Regions from separate parts of the Sus scrofa genome. Here region 1 is linked to region 2. The links are chromatin contacts, called in public Hi-C maps. All regions are on one chromosome and are shown on one strand. The core of a region is the stretch at or near the end of the contact, and the rest is flanking DNA. Distances in the headings are between cores, read along the strand shown.

Region 1 (6,666 bases), core at 1,213-3,712, 2.0 Mb before region 2:
GAACCAACTCACCTTGCAGCTGCTGAAGAAAATACGGGCTGAAGAGTTTGGCCATAAAGTTGACGGGGTGGCATTCAATAAGCGAACAGGAATGGAGAAGTTTCAATAGTGCTTTGGGTGGAAAAAAATTGAAATGAGTGAACAGTATGTTTTCGAGCTTCCTAAATAAAGCAGAGGCATTTGGTGGCAAATAATTGAGTTTTCCAAATGGCTCAAGTAACTCAGAAATCTGGCGAGGTGAAAATTTTTCTGATTGGCACACGAACATTTCTGCCACGGCATTGAGGATGGGTTTGGAAAGAATCAGCTTTCTGCTGCAGTACTCCATGACTTTGCTGACAACCTCGGGATCCAAAGTGAGACGGAGTGAGGTGACATGTTGCTCCAGGGCTTCGATAAAAAACCTGTCATTGTGCCCAAAGTGGATGAACGCGCCTAAGACTCTGCCAAGCTCTTCGTTGGTGAAATGCGGGATGTGCCTCACAGCATATTTACCCAATTTTATAACCAGAGGCAGTGCCTGAGTTTGATCCAGAACCACCAGGGCGGTGAGCATTTGGCTCATCGATTTAGGATTCAGCTTGGGAACTAATGACAGAGAAAAGTTATTTATCTTATTTAAAAACCTTTGGTGTTGGTCCACTTTTTCGGGACACGCCTGCAGTATCCTGTAAAGGGACAGGATATCCTCGGGGGGAAATTTTTCCACATTTTCTCCCTGCAGTTGACACAGAATCAGTTCTAGTGTTGAACAGCCTGGACCTTGCAGTTTAATCAGACTCTCCCCGAGAATACAAAGACTGTGAATGTCCAGACGGCCCCCTTCCAGACGGTGCTGGCACTCTGCCAGCAGGTTCAGCAACAAACTACTTTGAGGCTCCGCCTGCAGAGGAGTCAGGGCTTGCAAAGCAGTCACCAAACCCGCGTTTGACAGATTTGAGGGGTCCCGTCCAACCTGATCACACAAAGCTTGAAAGACACTATTCTCCAGGATTTCCTTGGGCAGCCAATGAGCACCGTCTTTCTTTTCCACTTCACAAATCCGGTGTAAGGCTTCTGCTGCCACAGTCTCAGGTAAAGCCGGCAGTGTGCTTATAAAACGCAGGACTTCTCCTGATGAACCAAGGTTGTTTAGTCTCCTGCAACACATCTCTTCGTCCACATTTTTCACGGTTTGTTCGAACCTGTCCCAATCGTGTACTTGAGAGAACACTGGCTCGCCAACGGGATGAAGGTCATTTCCATTTTCCGAATGGAACTTTTTACAGTGGGCATGATGGAACCTGACCCTGGCGGGCCCGGGCTGCAGTGAACAGAACCACAGACACAGATGCTCCTGGACTATCTTGTGAACGTGATTTACACGTGGATTTTTCAGAGCAGCCAGAGCTCCATGTATTCGAAAATCAGATAAATGACAAAGGTTTCTCCGCAAGGTAATTAAGGCCATGCCATTAGATCAACACCTCTCGATCTGTCACTATGTTAAAGAACAGAAAACATGGTCAAACATATGAGAACACGGTTCACTCAACATCGGTGTTTATGAAACTACGGATGAGAACCCCATAGGAGTGATTCCCCCTAAACATTTCCCTCTCCAACATTAAGTACCAGAAGAGCAGGCGCCTGGATCTAGTTACAAAAATCGCTATCATTTGCCAGGCAGTGCTATGCTGAAGTCTCCCAACAACACAGCGGATTAAGTCCTTTTATGTCATTTTAGAAACGAGCCCGCTGAAGCGCAAAGATGTCATGTCGTCAAATTGAAACTGCTAGTAAGTGGCAGAGCCAGGCTTCAAACTCAGGCAGTCTGGATGCTAAGCGCGCCTCGGAAGTGTCGGCTGATGGGAGGACTGGCGCTTGGTTCAACTCCCTCAAAAAAGGACCATTAATTCGGATCGGTCAAAGCAAAGGTGAAAAACGCGCTTAAAGGGCCCCGAGGTGTTGGTTTCCCTTCAGCCGTCAGGATTTGGCTGGGACTGAGAAACAAGAAGTTCTAACTCGGCAAATGGGGGCAAAGAAAGAATTTGAAAAGCAAAATGTTAGTCAATAAAGGGGGAAGGTGGTTCGCCGGTGCGCACCTGAACGCCCCGCGCTGCGAGCTGGGACCACAGGCGTGCGGGACAAGGGGGGACCGGGCGCCCGGGGGCTGGCGTCCACCTCGGAGTGAAAGGACGCGATGGGCCGGGCGTCCCTGAACCTGGTGCTCCAGGAAACCTGCGCTCAAGCACCGGGAGGGCGGCTACGGCGTCCGCGGAGCTGGGCGAACAAGGGCGGCGTGCGCGGCTGGGCGGAGCCGCGGACGACGCACGCCCGGCGCGGCCATCAGAGCCCAAAGCCGGGATGGGCACCTACCGGACTCAGCGCGCCGGGGGTCCTAGCAGCCCTGGAGGCGCCAGAACCTCGTGGGCCTCCGTACGCGCGCACCGCGGCGGGGGCTCTCAGCAGCCGGGCGCATGCGCAAGGTCCGGAGGCCGCCCCACGTCCGGCGCGCCGTGATTGGCCCAGCTCCTCTCGCGAGCCTCCTATTGGTCTCGGGAGCCGAGTACGCACGCCGCGACCGTGTGCGCAGGCGCGGGAGCCGGGCTCGCAGTACCTACGCCTTCCCCAGCGTCCGGGCCGGACGCGCGCAGGTGAGTATGGGGCAGCTGTCGCTTCTCCGTCTGGGCACATGCCCGGCACGGACCCGAGGGAGGGAGCTGAGGGTGGGGGAGGACACTGGCCTCCGCGCCCTCCGGGCAACGCGGCCGGAGGGCGGGCTGAACCTGGGTCTTGGTCCTAAAAGCTATTCGCGGCCTCTCGGACGGAGTCCTGGGCGGCGTTTGCGCGAGCGGAGCCAGTCCCGAAGGTGGCTTTGAGCCCCTTCTCCGTCGGCGTTTTGGTTCTGAACACTGTACTAGACGAGGGTAAAGGGCACATCGGAGCGCGGGGTCAGGTGCGGAGACCGGGACGGGGCGCCTGAGACTCAGGGATGCCGGGAACGCGGCCCCTCGTGTTCCGCTCTTTCTTCGCGTGACGGTGCCCTGCCGGTGCGGGGAACTGAAGAACCTAAGCCTGGGCCCTGTTAACATCCCACAGCTCCGGACACAGGCCTGGGCCTTGTTGACATTGCGCAGGGCCGGTGTAAAGCAATCAGCCCGGTGCCCAAGTCTCCGGCCGCAGCTCCCTTTCCTAGAAGAACGAAGTTAGCTGCTAAGGGGGACTGAGATGCTGCAAGGTTACCCATCTAATTGCCTTTCTGGCACCGACATAAGCTGCCTGCTTTAAGTTAGACGATATGAACCTTACTTAACAAATCATTATTGTTAACTTAAACACTCTCACTAGTTAAGGTTTGAAGTATTTTAACTGTCCCTTTGTTTTTACACCCCTGTTTATGCATGCGCACCCCTTCCCAACCTGAATGTAAGTTTGTCTTTATAAACACGGTCCGTTTCTTTGTTCGGGGCTTCACACTCAAGCCGCTTTTAGGCAGTGTGGCCTGTAATAAAGACTCCTAATTTGTTTCTTCTCGGTTGGAGTGGTCTCTGTTCTTTCTTGGTGCAGCAAAACCACCTCTGAGGAACGTGGGCTGGAGGACCTTCTCGCCAAGGTACCAAGGGGTTCGTGCTTTGAAGCCCTCAGGCCTGTGTGTGTCTCCTGGGACGCCCTCCCGGACCTTGGTTGTAACAGCTGTTTTCCATCACTGCGCTTTTACAGTCAGCTCCAAGTGCGTGGTGTCTTCCTGCGATTCCCTTATCCTGTCATCTTGCTGACCACTAGAGCGCCCGCTCTGTCCAGGCGCTGTTCTGTTCCGTAGGCTAGTCCATGATTTTTAGCATTGCGATTTAATACTGTTCTTTTGCCCTTTCATTTCTTCGTGGCCAAATTGCCCTTAGATTTAATTGGCCAGAGGAACAACAACAACAAAAGTATTGTGGTTCATTTACCAAAAGCCAAAATTTTGGTTTGGGTGTCCGTTTAAATTTGTCCCCTAACGTGAGAGTCTCCCAGGTTTTGACACTGGACGGGCCTGGGGAAAAGTCTTTGAATGTCCTTTATTTTATCCCCCATTACTTGTTCCGGAAAAGCACACATACTGGTAAAAGGCTAGAGTGGATTTGGAATATTTTTCACTCGGTATAGACATGTATAAGTATTTATGCACATGCACTCACATATATATGACATTGAATTAAATAAGAAAACAGGGTCTGTGCTTTGAGAACTATGATTTGTTTGTTGGGATTAAGTAGGAATCAATTTTAATGAGGTTTTTACAGTTTTTATGAATTTTTAACTTTGCTTTTTTTAAAGAGAACAGAGATGTCTGAGATTTATTGAGCACTGCTATGTCTCAGTCGTTGTTCAGGGGCTTTGTGTCTGTCTGTCTTTGTCATTGTCCCCACTCTAAGGGTGAGGCAGCAGAGACTGATCAGTTGAGAGCTTGACGGGACTTCTGCTCTTGTGAGTGATCTGGCCCCAGAATCTGATTTCTGAGCCCTGGAATTACAGCTTCATTCCCTGTATTCTCTTGGGTTTGATGAGTTCTCTCTTTTAGCCTTTTGGAATTAATGCTGACAAACAGATTCTGGAAAGTCTCTGCTTCATTTTACGCCTAGATATTGTTGAAATCTTTTTCTAAATAAGAGAATTAAGAGCTGCAGGTTGTTGTACTTTGTTAAAAGAAAGTCCTTCTCCCCCTTTGTGTTCCAGTGTAACTGTCGCAGTGTAGCATATGCACAGAGGCGATGAGGAGGTTTTTGTTACTCTATGCTACACAGCAAGGACAGGCAAAGGCCATAGCAGAAGAAATATGTGAAAAAGCAGATGCACATGGTTTTTCTGCAGACCTCCACTGTATCAGTGAGTCGGACAAGGTAAGTTGTGGTTTTTTAATAATTTCATTCATTTATTTTTGCTTCTATAGCTGCACCTGTGACGTGTGGAAGTTCCGGGGTTAGGGGTTGAGTGGGAGCTGCAGCTACCAGCCTACGTCACAGCCCATGCAACACCACCAGATCCACGCTGCATCTGTGACCTCCACCGCACCTTGCAACAGTGCCAGTCCTTCACCCGCTTGAGTGAGGCCAGAGATCGAACCTGCATCCTCACAGGTACTGTGTTGGGTTCTTAACCCACTGAGCCACAGTGGGAACTCCATGGGTCAGGTAAGTCACGATTTTTACCATCATGTACTTTTTAAGAATTTTGGTTACGAGCAAAATGGGACCTAAATGCCACCATGATCCATTTTTAACGCTCAAAAATTTGCTTTATCACCTTAATGTAAGATTCCTGAACTTTTTTCTTTTTAATGTAAGTGGTTTTTTGAATTGGGCTACACAGTCTTTAAAACTGTGATAAGTAACTCTTCTCGACTAAATGAAAGTTAGAGTATTTGCCTTGTTTCTCTCCTGGGTTCCTGAGAACTAACGAGGTGTGTGTGTTCACTGGGCCACGTGTCCTTTCCACTCGTGAATCTCAGTACTGTTTGTATTTCCCCAAAAAGAAGACCTGGCCATCCATGCCAGAGTCCCTCCAGGTGGGAACCACCGGATTCTTTCATGATGCACAACGGAAGGTGGAGACGAGAGGACCCGGGGCTGCTTTGCTTTTCTTCCGTTCCGAAGCTCCCCCCGTAGGACAGGGAGATGCTGACAGATCTGTGTTGCTTTTTCAGTCTGATCGCGACCCTCCCATTCACACTTTGATACATCTCAGGCCCTAGGAATGAGCAGGGGCTCTTTTGTCAGGCCACACGGTGCTCTGTGAGCCAGAGACGTTGAATTCAGCCCAGGAGTCAAAACCCCACCCTGCCGTACCCTTTGCCCAGGTTCACAACCTCCTCTGGCCTCTAGTGCATTTCTAGGTCTAAAGGCCAGCCTGCCAGCAGCAGAGGTGAATTATGAACTCAGCTCAGCAGGGCCAGGGTGACTCCAGATTAGTCACTCACCAGCAGGAGGGTCCTGGAGGACCCCACCCCTTGCAGGCCCCGTGATTCTACTTTCAAAGTAAATCTACGTTGCGGGAGCTGCAGGCGCTACAGACTGAATCTGTCACTACAAACAGAAACAAAGTCATCAGCATCATATGACTAGCCCTGGTTTGGCCCAGTGACGTCACCTCACCAGTGACCCCCGTGGGCTCAGCAGCTATTTGAAAGTTAAGTGAATAGTGAGTGTTTCTAATACAGTGTTAGTTGTGCTCTTTGCTCTCTGCAGTTGAATGATTTCTCCAGTTGCTTTTGATGCAGGTTCAAACTGATAGCTCTCTGCTCCCTAGATGCTAGTCTTTTTCAAGGTAAAGTTAACAAACTGTATAGAGTTACGTTGTGTCCTGTAAGCGCTGAATCAATTGTCTGGTAAAACATTAGCTCAGATCTTTTACATGTTAGGTCAGCATGAAAAACAGTGCAATCCTTGGAGCCAAATTAGGTAACATTCATGCTGTGTAGAGGTCATGGAGTCATTATAAATACAGATAGTGTAATTTGCCTGAGTATTTAAATTTAGGTGAGAATCAGAATAAAGAAACTGGAATCTGTCAGACTTGGAAACGCTGGTGACCTCAGTTCCCTGTTGACGGTGTTCTGGGCTCTCTGGACCCTGAGGGTGTCAGCGGCCTTCCTGAGAGCCAGGCTTCCTGGTTCCGGGGGGCAGGGGTGGGGGGGTGGTAACGCTG
Region 2 (6,656 bases), core at 482-2,981:
GAAGTGAACTTCCGCTGTCTACAGGCTTGCCTGGTTACTGACTTCTGGTAGTGACAGAAAAATCTCAATTTTCAGTGACAGATGTGGGCCAGCTAAAGCTAGAGGCAGCAACATAAGCCCACAAAGGTTTAGGAGTCTTTATCCAAGTTTGAGCCAAAGGAAAAAGGCCAGGAAGAAACAAGAGGCCTATTTGGAATTGTGACCTGCCACACGAATTTACACTGGGGGTTTATAATTGAACGTCATAGTATCTTCGAGCTGTTCATTGTGTACTTGCTTATACACAGAATACATTAACAGGAAAACCCTTTTTTCCCCATGCTTTAAAGAAAAACTGCACAGCGGGCATCATTACACATTTCCTACACTTCATAACTATCTAATGAGCCAAATGGATTACAGGATTTGTTATTCTGAATAAGGAAACACTGAACTGGCCAAGCTAAAGTGAATTGAGATGTGGCTCCAAAAGCCAAAATGGCCTTGGAGCATCACTGTAAGCTACAGAGTAAGTGGGCCAGGTATCAGGAGGGGTTAAATGATCAACCACCTGGTGACAAAGTCAATTCCTCACTTTCAGGCCACAGGTTAAATGTTATAATCCATGCATCCATTTCCACATTTGAGTATCCAATAAAAGCTAGGAATAATACGAGTCAAGTCCCACTCTATGTCAGATGGAGGTCAGGGAGGCACGAAACCCACAACAAATAAATCTAAACCCAGAAAACATTACGTCGTGATTTGTGCTCCAAAGAAAAAGCAACAGAGGATCTGGTACTTTTTAGACAAGTTGCTAAGAGAGATCTTTCGGAGGCACCATAACGTAGGGCTTCAGAGTGGGACTCAGATCAAGACTGGGCAATTTTGCTTCTTCCTAGCTAACTTTGGGCAAGTTACTGGAGTATTTGTGCAAAACAGCTATCTCTTTAACAAACACTTGAACAGAGCTTGTTAAGGGCCAGGCACTGTTTCCCCTGAATCCGTAGAGCAGCGGTAAAGAGAGAAGCTATTGCTACCACTGCCATTTTTGCAGACAAATCACCTTCCCAAAGACACAGCTGGTAAGCGGCAGAGCTGTGACCCCCACCCCGACAGTGTGAGTCCAGTACACATCGTATAAGACCGCGCCGAACTAAGGGACTTATTCGCCTCCAAACGCTAGGAACCGGTCCCGGCGGCCAGATCCCAGTACCAGCGCACGCGCCCGAGGCGCGCACAAGCCCTGAGCCCCAAACGCCAGGCCTCGAGCCGAGGCAGCGGCCCGCGACTTCCCGCCCCCCTGCGCCGACACGGACCCGCTGCACCACAGACTCAACAGACGACTACGAGCCCTACGCCGCGCCCGCACCCAGGACCGCGGCCCAAACTACGCGCCGCGCGCGGGGCTGACCTCACCTCTTCCTCCCTCCATCGCGAGATTTCCAGCAGGTTTAAAAAAAAAAAAAAAAAAAAAAAAAAAAAGCGGACTCTACCATCTTCGCGAAGCCAGGGTGGGAAGGAGGGAGAAAACAATGCTCTGAGTCAATGATCTCATCGTTGGGAGCACTATCGAGAAACATCAGATTTTACAGATTTAATAAGTGTCTAAATCCTATCTACTACCGGCTTGTGGGTTCTAAAGTTCGCGTTCGTGTCTTCAAACTGTCCCCCCCACAGCTTCCCGGATGATAGAAGTTGCCGAAGGCCGCTGATTCCAGAAGGTACTGTCTGGCGTTAAACTAGTCTCAGGTGAGAAATAAGTCTCGAGCGGCCTGTGCTGCGCACGCGCGAGCTCTTGGCGCCCTCCCGCGAGAGGAAAGTACTCTCTCGGTTCCGGAGTGGACACCGCCGGTTGCGGGAGAGAACTCCTGCTGCTGCCGCACCATGGCGTCCGTGGGGACCCTCGCCTTCGACGAATATGGCCGCCCTTTTCTCATCATCAAAGATCAAGACCGCAAGTCTCGTCTTATGGGACTCGAGGCCCTCAAGGTAACGGGACTGGGACGCCCTGGATGAGCGGAGGACCCCGAACCCCTGGCTCCGCGCGTGCGCACATTTAAGAGCCGTTCTGCCATGTGCTCTCGGGGAAGGTCGGGGAGCCCCTCTTTGGTCTCCAGTGCTGCACCCAACGCCTTGGGCCTGGGAAAGACCAACATAGAGGCCTTTAGTCCCAGTTTGAGGGTTTGGGTGTCCCTCAAGCGCTCTCCAGAGCTGGGTGGGGCAGCCTCAATTCACAGGCGGAGAACGCGCGTCCCCGCTGGCTTCTCCAGCGTGCTGTCGTTCCGACGGCGCATGTATCAGTAAGCTGCAGAGGAGGTATTTCTCGGGTCCCCTGGCAGATTAGGACCCTGCTTCTTTACCTTCAGTCGGTATACCTGCGACAGCCCCAAAGGAAAAGAGGTTCATACTCTTCGTTGCTTCCTTAAAGGCTTAGTCATTGACAGCGCATTTCATTTTTGAGTCCTTCTATGCACGGCGTAATCCTGGATGTGGTATTATAAAAACTGAAAACGTACACCTTTAAGGAAGAAAATACTACTACAAGAGTGAAAGTGGGAGTTCCCGTCGTGGCTCAGTGGGTTAACGATCCGGCGTTGCCGTGAGCTGTGGTGTAGGTTGCAGACACAGCTCAGATCCTACGTTGCTGTGGCTCTGGCGTAGGCCGGTGGCTACAGCTCCGATTCGACCCCTAGCCTGGGAACCTCCATATGCCGTGGGAGCGGCCCAAGAAATGGCAAAAAGACCAAAAAAAAAAAAAAAAGAGTGAAAAGTGGTCGCCAATAACTATGACATAAGGCAGTGTGTGACCAGAACCACGGGATATGGGAGGCAGTGCAGGAAAAAGCTGGAGGGGATCCTTCAGACGGTCAATGGAGGGGTTTTGAGCAGAATCACAAGTAGAACTATGCCAGAGGAAGTAGGCTTTGAGATAGACCATGTCGCCAGGCCTGAGGTGTCCCTGTTTGCTTAGTGTCTTGGGGTTTTATTTAAGAAGCAGTGCAGTTCTTTCTCCCCTGAACTGTTTGACCTAAAACAAGTTAACACCACCTCTCTGAACCTCCTTTCCCAGCAGGGGCAGCACACCTCTTTCCGGCTTGGGAGGGAAATTAAATGGGGTAACTTATCCAATCTTTGACCCATGGTAGGTAGGCGAGCCACTTGTGTTACATATTTAATTCCATTTTTCACTGAAAGGACCATTAGAGAAAGTGCCACTCAATGCATGCACCCCAAAAACAGAAGCTACAGGTGATTTTGTGTCAGCCACATCTCATGTAATTCTCACACTCTGAGACAGGTATTATTTTATATAATTGGAAACTTGGCCCCAGAGCAGGTAGATGATTGCTTGCGGTCCCAGCGCTGGTAAAGATCAGGTTCCATGGTTCACGCCCAGCTCTGTCTGATTCTGCGGTCAGTGGTCTGAGGCCTACGTCTCAGCCTTGGCACTATTGATATTTGGGGCTGGATCATTCTTTGTTGTGGCATCTGTCCTGTTCTGATGTTTAGCAGCATCCCTGGCCTCTACCCCCTATGGTCCCCTTCCTAATTGTGACAACCAAAGATGTCCCCAGACATTGCCTGGAGGTCTCCTCAGGGGCGAATCACCCCTGATTAAGAACCACGTCCCCATGTTAGTATCCTTTAGAAATTCCGTTGTACAGACATCAGAGTGTATTTTAATGGCTGCCAGTATCTCTGCAAACCTAGTGAACTTTGTGTCTTTTGTTACCTGCTAAATGGGGTGGCACGGGAAGCCTTCACAGAACACGTGCTCTTGAACTGCTTAGGAAGTTGTCAGGATCTTGGGGTGGAGGGCCTTCTGTGCATCAGTGCTTCGGGGATCAGGCCATATTGGGGGAACAGACTGTCCTCAGTGAAAGGAAGCCAGGCTCCGACTGGACGGCTTTGAACAAAGAGGCTTGAGGTACTGGGGAGCTATTTTAGGTCTGGGGATTGATAAGCAACATGTTTGAGAAGAATGGATGGCTCAGCTGGCCGGAGGGTGACTGAAGGATGGCATAAGAGACCCTGGGCATTTGTAAGGTGCTGTGGATCTGGGCTAATGATGTTGGTGACAGCAAGAATAGAGAGGGGACGTCCTATTATGGCTCAGTGGTTAATGAACCCATCTAGCATCCATGAGGACGCGGGTTCAATCCCTGGCCTCACTCATTGGGTTGAGGATCCGGCATTGCCATGAGCTGTGGTGTAGATCACAGATGCAGCTCGGATCCCACGTTGCTGTGGCTGTGGTGTAGGCCTGCGGCTACAGCTCCCATTGGACCCGTAGGCTGGGAACTTCATATGCTGCAGGTGCGGCCCTAAGATGACAAAAGACAAAAAAAAAGAAGAAGAATAGGGAGACAGGAAAGCAGACATTCAGAGGGAAAATGAGTGTAATTGTGCAGAAGGAGGAAAGGATGCATTCGGGCTCCCGTTATTTCCAGCATTGACCCCCTCGGCGGGTGACTCTTGGTTGTGGATTATGTGCTGGCTGGACCATTTGAGAGAGGAGAGTGGATGAGGTTAGCGTCTCACGGTGGACCTGCAAGGCCTGTCACATCAGACCGTCTATGCTCTTGGCTGTAAAATGGGCCCTGAGAACCTACCTGCCTCATAGATGGGCTGAGGATTAAAGAGAGAATGCGGAGAGCATTTGGTTCTGTCTGTGTATGTGGGAATTCTCTCCTAACACCACCAGTTGTGGAGTTGTCACAGTTAGGTAAGGACCTGTCTGCTGCCTCTTCTAGAGAATGCAGACTATGTCGTAAGTGATTTTATAACCATCAGTTATATGCTCTTAACTCTTAAAATTATACATAACTTGAATATTGGTTGTTTCTGTTTCGTTTAGTCTCACATAATGGCAGCAAAGGCCGTAGCGAATACAATGAAAACATCACTTGGACCAAATGGTAAGAGACACAACATTCTGTGTTTTGTAAAACAAGTTTAAATCATAAAATAGTCAGTACAACCTCTTTACAGAAAGTTAGGAATTGAAGGAATGCATCCTCCCCCAATATGGGCAAACATTTGTTGTGATCCAGACCTTAAACGTGGTTGTGGGCATGATGTGCTTACAGTTTTAGGTCAGGGTTTTTTCCGACTTAATGTAACTTTTGTTTGTTTGTTTTTTCTAGGGCCGCACCCGTGGCACATAGAGGGTCCCAGGCTAGGGGTCTAATTGGAGCTGTAGCCACAGGCCTATGCCACAGCCACAGCAACGCCAGATCCAAGCCGCGTCTTTGACCCACACCACAGCTCGCAGCAACGCCGGATCCTTAACCCACTGAGCAAGGCCAGGGATCGAACCCACAACCTCGTGGTTCTTAGTTGGATTCACTAACCACTGAGTCATGACGGGAACTCCCCAATTTAACATAACTTCATTAGCGTTTTCCAAATCATAGAAAGATCATCATTTTTTGTGACAACATTACACTTTGTGATGAATGTTATATTTAGTGATGCTCTGTAGTTTTTTTGCTGTTTCTCTAGTTGTAGCCATTTTAAATTGCTTAAGATTAGCCAATCTAAAGCAGTCTTCTTGGAGATATTCCTTTATGTTGAGTTTTTATTTATAATAAATTCCTAGATAGGAACTGGGTCAAGAGGTCAAGGTAACTTTGTTTTTTAGTTGTTATAGATTGCCCCCCCTCCCTCCCAAAGCCATCTCAGAAGTTGGTGTGTTTTAGGGCTTGATAAGATGATGGTGGATAAGGATGGCGACGTGACTGTGACCAATGACGGTGCCACCATTTTAAGCATGATGGACGTGGACCATCAGATCGCCAAGCTCATGGTTGAACTGTCCAAATCACAGGATGACGAGATCGGGGATGGAACCACAGGAGTGGTCGGTAAGAAAGGGCACGGTGTTTTTTCTCACTTAAGGACATAGTATAAAACAGGTGGCCCAGACTCTTCAAAACCGTTGCTGTCATGAAAGAACAGGAAGGGTTAGGGAGTAGAGCGAGGCCGCTGTAAGCTGTGAGGGATGTTTGGGACATGGGGGTAATTTGTGGGTCCTGTGTTAGAGGGGTGCCTTACTGATGTGAAGGTCCCTGAGTGTGAAGTTTGTTACACGATGTAAGAGAGTCCCCTTGTCCCTAGGCGCTGCCTGGTAAAAAGTTTAAGGGTGACATGTCTGATTTCGGCAACTAATTTTCCGATAGTTGAGCAGAAAAAGTGTGCGCATGTAGAGAAAATAAATGTGGCAAAAAGTTTGGAAGGATTGATTAGATGAGTGTCTTTAATGTTTCTTTATTTTTGTGGAGATGAAATTTGAATTAGTTTAGCAAATATTTGTTGGGTACCAAACACTGTTCTGGGTGAGCTTGGAGTGGAATAGTATTAAAACAAACTGCTCATCTTTAGATGCTGAAGTGAGAGGGGAAGGTGGGGGAGAGGTATGAATAATTAACAAATTATTTAATCCTATTATCACCAACGCAAATTTTACTGAATTGAAATCCCTGGCCCATGAAACGTAAGTTGTTTTCCCTTTAGTTAAAAAAAAAATTTTATGTTCTTTAGGCATTCCATGTATCACTGAGAGTTGAACATCCATCTATAAGGGATTCTTGTTAGAACATGGCTGCAATGGAAACAAGAAGCTCCCTTTTTTAAAATAGGTTAGATGGCTCCTCAGCTTCTAAGACACTTGC

Evidence for each region. A called contact is a pair of places that touch in the nucleus more often than the background predicts.
Region 1: a Hi-C map of liver shows a contact between it and region 2, with 6 times the contacts expected there. The contact joins the promoter of FASTKD3 here to the promoter of CCT5 in region 2. A contact is called at or near these places in 2 of 5 promoter capture datasets (fetal liver and liver) and 2 of 47 Hi-C or Micro-C datasets (epiblast stem cells and liver).

Annotation. Positions count from the first base shown.
Region 1 is chr16:74,266,714-74,273,379 of Sscrofa11.1, reverse strand. It overlaps FASTKD3 (FAST kinase domain-containing protein 3, mitochondrial), which reads right to left and starts at 2,462. Exons shown (of 8, transcript XM_003134149.4): 1 at 2,359-2,462; 2 at 13-1,480. The coding sequence starts at 1,450. It overlaps MTRR (methionine synthase reductase), which reads left to right and starts at 2,552. Exons shown (of 14, transcript XM_021076617.1): 1 at 2,552-2,636; 2 at 4,699-4,862. The coding sequence starts at 4,734.
Region 2 is chr16:72,218,265-72,224,920 of Sscrofa11.1, reverse strand. It overlaps CCT5 (chaperonin containing TCP1 subunit 5), which reads left to right and starts at 1,731. Exons shown (of 11, transcript NM_001278779.1): 1 at 1,731-1,971; 2 at 4,841-4,901; 3 at 5,685-5,849. The coding sequence starts at 1,867. FAM173B (protein FAM173B) reads right to left here and starts at 1,429. Exons shown (of 5, transcript XM_021076853.1): 1 at 1,399-1,429.